2 separate regions of the Gossypium hirsutum genome follow, and region 1 is linked to region 2. Evidence: chromatin contacts called from public Hi-C data. All regions are on one chromosome and are shown on one strand. Each heading gives the region's core, a stretch centred on a gene start, on an enhancer-like site or on the middle of the called end of the contact. The rest is flanking DNA. Distances are from core to core; before and after follow the strand shown. Region 1 holds the start of LOC107897861 (glutaredoxin-C4). Region 2 holds the start of LOC107897859 (probable cation transporter HKT6).

Region 1 (5,655 bases), core at 384-2,883, 200 kb before region 2:
ATTTCATATTTTTATTTAAAAGAATATGTATCAAATATAATTTTATTTTCATTTAAAAATATATGTTTTCGATTTATAGAAATTAAATAATGAAATTTATTAAGAATAAAAATAAAAAGTATTTTTCATTATTTTCAGTTATTAAATAAAATAGTTAATAAGAATAAATAATACTAGATTTTCCCCACGGGGTGAAAAGAAAATTATATTTATAAAATATTTAACAGTCTTTGAATTAACATTTTTTTAATAATTGAAGATATAAAGTATTTCATGAATAATTCTTCCTAAAGCTCAAATTCAATCCTTAATTTATCATTTGTTTTATTAATATTTATTAAAATTAGTTTATAAATAGTTTTAATAAGTATTTCAAAAAATAATAATTTTAATGAGTGATTAAAAATTGAAATTTAGTTATTTAATTGATGATAAGTTGATTCATAATACCAGTTGATACATTATCTAATGAGTAAAATAAAATAGTATCGTTTCTATTTTGGTTAGTTTAAATTTTTTTATTAATTTAGTCACTGTTATTAAAAAAAATTTGTTCAAAATAATCACTCAATCGTTTTTTTCATATGATTGAAGATGCCACATCATCAGTTTTTCCACCTATTTCCACGTAATTAAAGGGTTAGAAATTTAAATAAATTTAAAACATGTTTTTGATTTAATTAGTTTATTTAGGAAACATAAAAGGAATTGCATTATTTCCCTGAAATCTCTACTAAAGATTAGATGATGACGACGACGACGATGGCCTTCCTTCTCCCTCTCCTCGATTATTTTCGTTCTCACCTGACATCTTTTCTAAAGATTTCCCTTTCGATTCAGGAACCAAGAAAGTGAAGAAGCCTAGTGCATTGATTACACCTAATACAATAAGTGAATTCTTGACTCCAATACCTGCAGGGTACCCTGCATCTGCCATGGCCTTATCCTTATTCTGCGCCAAATACAAGAACCCAAATGCACCAAGCTTTCCTGCGGCTGCTGTTATACCATGGCAAGTGGACCTCAACCTTGCAGGGAAAATCTCATCCGGTACCACAAATGTTGTGGCGTTGGGTCCGAAATTCGAGAAGAAGAAGGTTAATGAGTACATCACAACGAAACCGATTCGGCTGTCCTTATGAGTCTAGTGGTTGTAAGGGAAGGCCAGTGCAAGCATGAACATAGTCATGAACAAGAAGCCCATCAATTGGATGGCAAAACTTCCCATAATATGTAATATCAGTGAACCAGTAGCCTAGAATGGTGCTGCAAAGAGCAATCAGTGTTTGTGCCCTTGCAATTTTGTGAATTTCTTAGAACCAGCAGAAATAACTTCAAACCACGAAGTCGTTAATGCTGTTGGGCACCCACAATGACATGCTGGGATGGGATTTCATTCATGCACCTTCTCCTCTGGTCTAGGTTCTACGAGATTAAGAAACTCAAATTTGCAGAAAGAGTTGAACAAATTTATTTGGAAACAAACCTTTTATGTTTCTTAAATAACCTAAATAAATGAATAAAAAGTTTTAAATTTATTTAAATTCCTAACCTTTAATTACGTGGAAAAATTGATGATGTGGCATGCCCGGTCATCTTTTCGTTAGGACTAGACTGTTGAGAGACTATTTTGGGTAATTTTCCTCGGGACTAAATTGACAAAAACAAAATTGAAGTGATCAAATTCAGAACTACACTATTTCAGGGTTACTAATGAGCTAGTTTACCCATTATTTCAGTATAGAAATAGGGTGTGAGACGGCGAATGGGAGTTTAAGATCTATTTTGTTGAGGCATAACGCTAACAATTGCTGTTGAGAACAAACAAACGCAGAGTTGGGCTTCAATGGCGGTGAAATTCTTGATAGCGTTAATCTTAGTAATTGCAGCATCTCTTTGCTGGGTATCGTCGGCTGATTCGTCTGAAGCTGCTTTCGTCAAAAAGACCATCTCTGCCCACAAGATCGTCATCTTCTCAAAGTCCTATTGCCCGTACGATTTCTTCACATCAATTATGCTTTTTTAAATCAACCAAAGTGACAACAAATCAATTAATATGCTTTGTTTTTCTTCCCGATCTATACTGTTCTGATTTTTCTCTTAACTTTTTTTCTCATTGGTTTTTATTAATACTCATATTCGATACAATTTTCCTCTTTTCAAGTAATAATACACTGTTCATTGTTGTACTGAACAATTCCTATATATTTTGGTGACCGAGTTTGAAGTTTGGGCTAACAATTATTCTCCTTTGGTACTGTGCAGGTACTGTAGGAAGGCAAAATCTGTGTTCAAGGAGTTGAAAGAAGTTCCATTCGTTGTGGAGCTTGATGAGCGAGGTCTGTTGACAAATAAATTCCTATTTTTATATGCAGGCCAAATTACTGTTTAGCTACAAAGTTTGTTTTGGTTGTAAGATAAAAATAAAGTTGAAAATTGGTATAATAGCAAAGCCTTGTTTAAAATATATTAGCAGCTCCATATTGACTTATGGAATATCACTCCTTGGTTTTGAACTTATGGAACATCAGTCCTTAGTTTTGAACTTGAAATACTTTGTTAGCTTCATCTGAGATTTACAGTATCAGCTCCGTATTTACATATGGAGCATTATTTCTCGGTTTTGAACTTGAAATACTTGAAGTTAAAATTGTTTACGAGCTTCAACTGAAATTTACAGTAGCTGCTCCATATTGACATATGGAACATCATTCCTCGGTTTTGAACTTGAAATACTTGAAGTTAAAAATAGTTTACTAGCTTCTACTGAAATTTACAGTAGCAGCTCCACATTGACATATAGAACATCATTCCTCGGTTTTGAATTTTGAAATACTTGAAGTTAAAATAGTTTACTAGCTTCACAGAAATTTACAGTAGCAGCTCCATATTGACATATGGAGTATCAGTCCTCGGTTTTGAACTTGAAATACTTGAAGTTAAAATAGTTTGCTAGCTTCAACTGAAATTTATAGTAGCACCTCCATATTGGTATATGGAACATCATTCCTCGGTTTGGAACTTGAAATACTTGGAAGTTAAAATAGTTTCTTTTCTTTTTTATTTGACAGATGATGGATGGAATATTCAGGATGCCTTGAGTGAGATTGTTGGTAGGCGTACTGTACCACAGGTTTTCATTAATGGAAAACACATCGGAGGCTCAGACGGTAATTTCTTCTTTTCTTTACCTGCAAAATTAATCTTTCTATCTTCATGCAATTGAAATATGTTTGGAAGATAGTATCTGTAGAGGAATTACAAATTCCATTCCTAATTTCCAGATACTGTTGAAGCATATCAGAGTGGAAAATTGGCTAAGCTGTTGGGTATTGAGGTAGAGAACAAGGATGATCTCTGAGTCCATAAACAAAATTGAATGTTTGTTGCCAGAGTAAATTTTGATTTTATTGCTTTTAAGGTACTTCTTTATTGTACTTCAACTTTGAACTGTGAACCTTATGTTCCATAAAGCAACTTTCCGATGTCCTAAAAGCTTTCATACTTGAAATTCTGATGTTCCTGGTGATGCTTAAGAATTAGGTAAGAAAACTTTAAGACAGAACTTTTACTATTGTAATTGGGATTCTTACTTTTTCTTTCTTCACTGAGTACATGTGTTCATTAAAAAATATGATAGGAACTGTTTAAAAATTTTAGAAGTTGGATATATGACCATTTTGCAGGGTATCACTGGGTATCAATCCAATTAGATTGATCTTTAAGACATATAACAACACTAACCAGAGCTGGTCTTGGGGTTTTGAGATGATCTGCTGGGTTTTCTGTAGTGGGGAAACATGACAGGTTTCTTGTATTGGATTAATAGTGTTCTAAATACTTTTTCTATGAGCTTGAGTTGGATACAAAGATCAATGGCCCGGTTCATCAGAAATCGCTAGGTTCAACTTTATATATTTTATTGAATATTAAGAAATCGTAAAGAATCAGGAAAAACCGGAAATTGGAACTGGAAAAAATAAGGTAGAAAACCAATAAGACCAGGTTCATTTCAAACTTGCAGCTTATTTTTTACACTTAAACTTCGCAATTAGGTCTACTTTGTTACTTTTATTTTTTTTTTTTTGTCTACTTTAGTTTTTGAACTTGGCAACTAGATCTATTTTAGTCCTTGAACTTGGATTCTGTCAATATTTGATCATGTGGCCGTTGTTACTAGAATACGATCGGATCAAGACAAGTCGAGAACTGATCGATATAACAATCCTAACAAAGGGGATTGAACTAATTGACTTAGAAACTACTAAAAATTGGTAAAACTAAAAAGTTGAGACAAAAATTGAAAGTTGAACATGTTGAACTAAATAATTTTTTTTGTTTTAAATTATTTTAGATTTTTATGATTTTTAATTATTTATTCAATTATTGTTGATCCACAGTTGAACTAGTTGAATTGGAAGCTATGGTCTGACCTATTCAACCACCGATCTGATTATTAAAATACTAAATGTGACACTCTAATATTGTATCACATCATTTCTTGAAAATTTATATCATAAAAATTTATATAATTTTTAATTTTTAAGTAATGATGTGGCACAATATTAAAATGTCGCATTTATATTTTTCAAGGAAGTTCTGTTTTACTTATTCTAAGTTGAACAAGAAGTCAATGTTTTACTGATATTGTATCGATTTGGAAGTCTTGTTTTACTTTTAGCTTTAGTAGTAAACTGGAAAAAATAAATTTTAGCTTTCATTTTGGTTGATACCAATCGTATGGGTGTGTTTTAATTTGTTTCAGTCTGTTCTAGTCCGTATCAATTCGTGCTGATTAGTGCAATATTTAATACTTTTAATATTTTATCTTAATTGTTTTTATTTTTTATAGTTATGTCTAAAAATAAAATATAATCATAAGCAATAATTTTAAAATTAATATATTTATATGTATGTAATTGGCATGTATTTGTATATGAAAAATATTTGAATAATAATAATAGATCTAAAATGATACCAAAACAAAAAAACATTACGTTAACTAGTACAATATTGATTATCTTGTTTTTACGAAATAAGAGCAATATGAGAGGATAGAAGAAGAAAGACAAATTACGAAAGAAAAAAGAGAGGAGTTTCAGAAGAAAACAAATCAGAGAACTATTTTTACTTTTTAAAAAAATTTGATCATTTTTATATTTAAATGGACAGGTTAATAATTTATTTAAGATTCATTTGAATTGTAAAATGTAATTAAATATGAAAAGAAAATTGAAGTTACATGAAAGACGAAAATGGAAGTAAAAGATTTTGCACTTTTCTGTTGCGGTTGGGGGATGTTGCATGTGTATCGGAGAGTGTTGAGAATAAAATATAGGCATAAATCCCCTTATTCTATAAAAATTTATTTTAGTCATTTATTTAATGTTTTTGGATCTTTTTTAGCTCTTAAATTTGTATTATTTGTTAAATCACTTTAAAATGGATGGAAAAGTTAATGTTTTTTAACTTTGTTGATATAGTATATACGTGAATTGCCATGTGTATGTCACGTCAATAATTATTTTTTAAAAAATATTAAAAATATTAAAAAATATATTTTTATGTTGTTTATATTTATTTAATAATTTTTTATTTAAAAAATATTTTTTATAAATTATTTAAATTAAAAAAAATTAATTGTTAATGTAGCAT
Region 2 (5,972 bases), core at 2,958-5,457:
TAACATTTACTCCTTTTATATTTAGTAAATGTAATGCATAAGGTATTCATAAATTACATAGATATTTAAGCCTTTATCAATGTAAGGAAAAACCTGTTATAACAATTTGTAATTGTAACTGTGTTTTCCATATGTATTTTAGCTTTTTCTAATACAGGGTTAAGATTTAAAATCGAAAGATGGGAGTTTAAGATTTTAAAACTTAAGGGTTAACATCTACGATTTTAGAGAGAAAAGGTTGGGATTTTAAAATTTACAGTTTTAGGATCTAAAATCTAGTTTCAGGATTTTATAAAAAGTGTTAAATAATTTTTAAAATTTTATTAATAGTAAAAACACAAATTATAAGTAAAAACATCAATATTAGATCTTAATATTAAATATTTAAAAAAACTGGCTAAAAAAGATAAATTAATGACTTGGATGTGACCCCAGTGAAGGCATCGTTACCATATTATTTATCAATGACGTGGATATCTAAGTCTTTTATCATTTTTAATTTATTCATCTATATGCTCCCACCCTTCCTCCTCTATCTTTTTCACCACTGTGTTCGTCTCCGTCAACTTACTTTTTTAATAGTATCCTGTCAGTAAAAATGGTAAAAATATTATATGTAATTACGTCCGACGAAACTCCGCGACGCTCATCAGATCCATCTTCCATCTTCTTCTTTGTCAACATATTTACAATATGATGAAAGGTGGTAGCCTTCAACCCACCATTCTCATCATCGTCTAAGACACACAATGATTCTTCAATCCTTTCGATCTTATAGAGACATGCAATTTGTAAATTGAACGCGTGGTTGCGCATGAGGCCTTTTTCTAAACGAGATAAGGTTTGGATTAAAGGGACGAGGATCGAGAGAGAGTATTCCGTATTGATGATGAAGTTGAAGGTTTTGATGGTGTTGAAGGACCCGTCTCTCGCGCTCTTGTTGAGGAGGTAGCCTACAGTTGCCGGCTTTATGAACCCATTTGTCGTAGTCGGCCGATGTGGGGTCCTCGGGTGGATCGGGCCGGGATTAAAGAGAAGCGTGTGAAAAAGAAGCGGAGGTAAACTTGGGGATAAGGGAATTGATTGTTGAGTTTTTCGGAGAATGGACATGTTACCACATATCAAAGTTGAAAAAAAAATAAAGGCTTGGGTGTTGGATTTTTTTATATATAAATGATAGATGTATGAAATTAAAGGTTTATGACTTACGTAAAAACCGAGAAGAGAAAGAACAAGAGTATTGTAAACGGAAGGCAGCGAGGAGGGAGGAACTGTCTGAATATCAGTAACAGATTGGAGAAGAATATGTTGGTAACATGGAAAAGGAATTAGAAGAGGTATAGAAAACCTATCTTGGTTACTGTAACTTCAATTATAATATCTGCAACTCTTCTTCTATTCTCTATCTTTTATTTTAAAAAATGGTATAGAAAACCTAAATTAGAAGAGGCGATTTACCTTACGACTTCTATGGTGATGTTTAACACATTGAAGTTGAGGGGATCTTCCTTCAATTTTTGTCTTTCGGAGATGCAAATTAGGATGATGAAGATGGCCAAATATGAGAGTTGAGAGAACAAAACAAACTCCAAAATGCTCTTCCCTGCTGATTCATTTTGACTTCCTTTCACTTTCTCTTTCTCTATTTCCTTTTTCTGATATTTTATTGGTATAAAGGAAGTATAAGGAGGGAGATACCTGAAAAATAAAGAATGAAATATATATATCCCCTAAATCAAATTACATTTATTCATATATGTTATATTAGTAAAAATTAATACAAAAATCGAACATAAAATCATAATCATATGTTCAATTATGTAACTTGAATTATTTTTACTTTTACAATGATGACGTATGTGTAACAAAGTTAATCGTATATGATAGAATATACGGCGGAAATGTGAGGCTGAAGATATTGAACAGCTAAATACACAAAAGAAAAACGTCTATATACAGAATTTGTGGGGTCAGAATATTCAAAACCCACTTCAAAAGTTAAACGAGACAAGTGCTAAACCCCATTCGTTTTCACTATATTATCAACCAAAATGGATGAAATGACATCAAACCCCAAATGGATGAAATGACATCAAACCCCAAAACATGTACGCATATCTAAAAAAATTTATATCCATTTAAAATATAAATTCAACTATTTTTTCTATAAATAATATAACTATTTGTATATTTAATAAGTAAATTAAAATAGGGTGGAAATTTCTAAATTGATTTACCATTAATAATATTGGCAGATTTAATTTCAATCTCATGAATTTTAAAAATACCACCGAAGATATCAGTATCTAACTATTTATTGTTTAACACAATAAATTAAAGAATAATTTTTTTCAAAAGTATATAAAAAAAATCTTCTATTTATTTTTACCAAATCATAAGATCTGTCATCTTCCCTTTTTAATTTTTTTTTTGGCTTTTTTAAGTATCAATCGGATCGAACCTATTAATTAATCTTTCACATTTTTAGATCCTTAGTAAATGTTTATCACGGATTTTAAAGTTGTTTCATAGTCACCGTGAATATTGAATCCACATATTAAAATACCCTTTTTAATTTTAAATTAAAAAAATTAGGAAAAATTCTGAAATAAGAAATATGAGTAGGCATTAATTCCTTTCAACAAAATGGGAGAATTATGGGAGTAGGTAAAAGTAGTCAGAAGGTAATAATATACATAGTCCCTAAAAACAATGATCAAAAGGAATATATATGTTCTCTAGATATGGAGAATATGAAAATGAGGTTGTTGTGGAGTAAGGGTGCATAGTGTATGTGGTTAGCTAGCGAATTGTCACGGAATTTTGTTGAAGAATATACACCAAGTAATTAAAAAAAAAGAAAAGAAAACAAGAGAGAGATGGTGGCATCTTGTCAATTCGACAAATATGAGACAAAAATGGACTAGAGAGAGAGAGAGAGACTCACATCATAACAACAAAGAGCACCAAGATCGCTGAGGAGATGGTGGAAAGATCAACTACCGATTCACCAGCATACCTTGAGTTAACCACCTGAAACAGCGAGCCCACAACTTTCTGATATGAACTAAAACCATCCATGGTTTCTGAATTCCATTCCATTGAGCAGAAAAGAATAAACTGAACTAATGTCAACCCAAAAACAGTGGCAGCAAGAAAAGAAGAATGAAGGCCTGACAGTAAATGACTATAACCCATCTCCTTCCAGTTCTTCAGGATGTAACTGAACTCCACCTTTTTTGTCATTTTGTCCAAAACCCATATCAAGGCTCGTAGGCAAGCTGGATAAAGAGTGTTGCCAATAAGAATTTGTGGAATTAGCAGCAACAGAAGACCCGAATTCTTCTTGAAGACTATCATGTTTTCATTTGTTGGAACGAACCCGCAGTTTGCTAACGTAGAAACGACAGTGAAGAAAGAAAATGTTCGTATATCAATACCTTTGGTTTTGAGTATTTTTCTTGCGCTTGGAACCAGGCTTACATACATAGAAACTAGACTAGAGCCAACTGCGTGGACTACTAAAAGATACCCTAACACCAGATACCCCAAATACCCAGTGGCCTTATACTTGAGACTCTTACTATCGGAAGTCAAGTTTTTGTTACTTTCTAAGTCAGTGATAGGTTTCTCATTCGCTAAGGCTGAACAAGTAATCCTACCCAACTCCACTTCCTGGGAAATGTTTTTTGAGGTCAAGCTGCAGTCTGATTGGAGGCCCCTATTGCTAATAGAATTTACAATGTCCCCATCGAAACTTGGACGTTTTTCAAACCTGAACCTCCCCAACAGAAGTCCAAGCATGGAAGTGAAGACCTCCCCACCTACCAGCATCAGAATAGTTATAATAATAAGTTGGGTATTGGAAAAAACTTCCATTTCTACAGTCGACATGCTTGAAACCGTTGTTGCTGACACAGAAGTGAAGAACACGTCTATGTTGTTAGGACTAACTGAGCCGGATTTTGGATTTGACATTTTCAATGCCCCGAAGCCAACCAAAGACACGACTATGAAATAAGCAAGCTGAACCCAGAAAGGGTTCACTCTAAAGACCAAGAAACGGAAACAAGTGGATATCAAACCACGATAGGATTGGTTGAAGCATGATAGTTTGGAGCGTGAATTGCTACTAAAATGCTCCAATTTTCTACCGAAACAGATAATAGTGTTACTCATCTTTATTACAAAGAAAGCTGTATGATAACATATTGACCTTTGAGTAGTAGGGGTTTATATACAGAGGGGGAGAGAGGAGCTCTTGTCCAACTTAGTGGGATTTCCTAAAAAATAAAAAATAAAAAAACCTTGGTGGTACTCTCAAAGAGAAATAAATAAAAAAACTTAGTGGGATTTCCCTGCACATGTGACAAATCAACTTAACTATATATAATTGGTTAAATGTTTTAAATAATCCCTGTAAGTTCTTTCAGATTCATTCACTATAGTCTGAACAATTTTAATCCTTGTATTAATTGAAAATCCTTTAAGAACTTTCACCGTTTGTATCGTTAAACAATATGACATGGCATTATTTGTAATTAAGTGGCTTTAGAGTGTCATGTACTCTGTACAGGTCGGTATTTATGATTGCCACGTAGTATTATCACCCAAAACAGGGAAGAAAATGAAGAAAAGAGGGTTATATTATATGAAATGAAAAGAATGTTTCGTCCATGCTTCCTTGATTTCAGCGAATATTCCCCTAAACCCATACTTCGGCTTTTCTTCAATTCCTTTTTGTGTTGAAATTTTCTTCTTTCATTGCTATGATAATTTCCTATCCTTTAGATGTTTTGGGTCAGCTTCAAGCAACGAACCTCCAACACAATTTCATTTTCTTTTCTTTACTGTTTCCCTGCCCAGAAGTATTAGGATGAGGGTTTTCATTTTTTTTTTATTTTTGGTTGAAATACGTTGCAATAATACATGCTTAGGTGTACAAGCCATGTCAAACACCTTAAATCCTCTATTTAAAAATAGTGCCATGTTAGGTTATTTAACGTCTTTAGTTTAGGATTGAAATTTTGATTGTTGAATAGCAGAGGGACTAAATATGTTGAAATTATAGTAAAGTGATCAAATTCACAAGAAATATAATAGTATAGGGACTGCTTACAGAATTTAACCTTTTTCTTTCGGTGACCTTAATGAAATTCAAATGCTTTTAATTTGGTTTTATTATTCTAATAATATGGCCAGCATTTTATGCAGGAGCAACGGTTATAATAAATTATATTATCTACACTAACGAGTAGAATATAACCATTTGATTAAAAATCAATTTAATAAATATTACCTCCAATTTCATAAGCATTGATGTATGTCTTTTTTTTTAAATAATAATAATAAAAGCCAACCGTATAATATCACTTTTTATTTATTATTCTGACTAGGGGCACTGCGCCATGGAACTAGAGGCTGCCCCAAAAAACTAAATACTAAATTCACTCCATATGGTATTTAAAAATGTTGTTTTATTTTTATTAAAAATTCATGTATATATTTTTAATTTAAAAACATGTTGGATGAGTAAAGATATTTGTTTTCTATAATTTACAATATATATAAAAGTACGAGTTTAAAAAAAAATTTGAATCGATAAGAATATCTTTAATTTTATTTTAATTACTAATATGACACTAAATACATAAGTTTTATTAATAATAGAGATTTTATTCATTTTAACTATACAATTAATAAATAAGAACAAATATGAATTTATTGTGAGCAGAGAAAAAAAAACATCCCCTCACTCTACCCTAAACTCTCTATGTGGCTATCGCCCTCCCTCCCTAACTTTATGGAACGATTGGGAGGACTAGCCACTAAGAACTAACAACAGCAGTAATGTTCGGGTGTTATAGCCAATAGCCCCCTCACTCGTGTGAACACTAGCATGTTCACATTAGAGCTGATTTTCATAGTTGGAACCAGTCCTGATATCTCAAATTCAAACGTGGCTAGGGTTA

What was found. A called contact is a pair of places that touch in the nucleus more often than the background predicts.
Region 1: a contact with region 2 is called in a Hi-C map of leaf, with 2.0 times the contacts expected there. The contact joins the promoter of LOC107897861 here to the promoter of LOC107897859 in region 2. A contact is called at or near these places in 2 of 34 Hi-C or Micro-C datasets (both in leaf).

The regions. Positions count from the first base shown.
Region 1 is chrD08:16,465,742-16,471,396 of Gossypium_hirsutum_v2.1, reverse strand. LOC107897861 (glutaredoxin-C4) reads left to right here and starts at 1,633. Exons shown (of 4, transcript XM_016823444.2): 1 at 1,633-1,992; 2 at 2,266-2,339; 3 at 3,072-3,170; 4 at 3,285-3,607. The coding sequence starts at 1,847. The coding sequence ends at 3,361. It overlaps LOC107895881 (inorganic phosphate transporter 1-4-like), which reads right to left and starts at 1,267. Exons shown (of 1, transcript XM_016821095.2): 1 at 734-1,267. The coding sequence starts at 1,111. The coding sequence ends at 734.
Region 2 is chrD08:16,269,436-16,275,407 of Gossypium_hirsutum_v2.1, reverse strand. LOC107897859 (probable cation transporter HKT6) reads right to left here and starts at 4,207. Exons shown (of 3, transcript XM_016823441.2): 1 at 2,948-4,207; 2 at 1,459-1,698. The coding sequence starts at 4,179.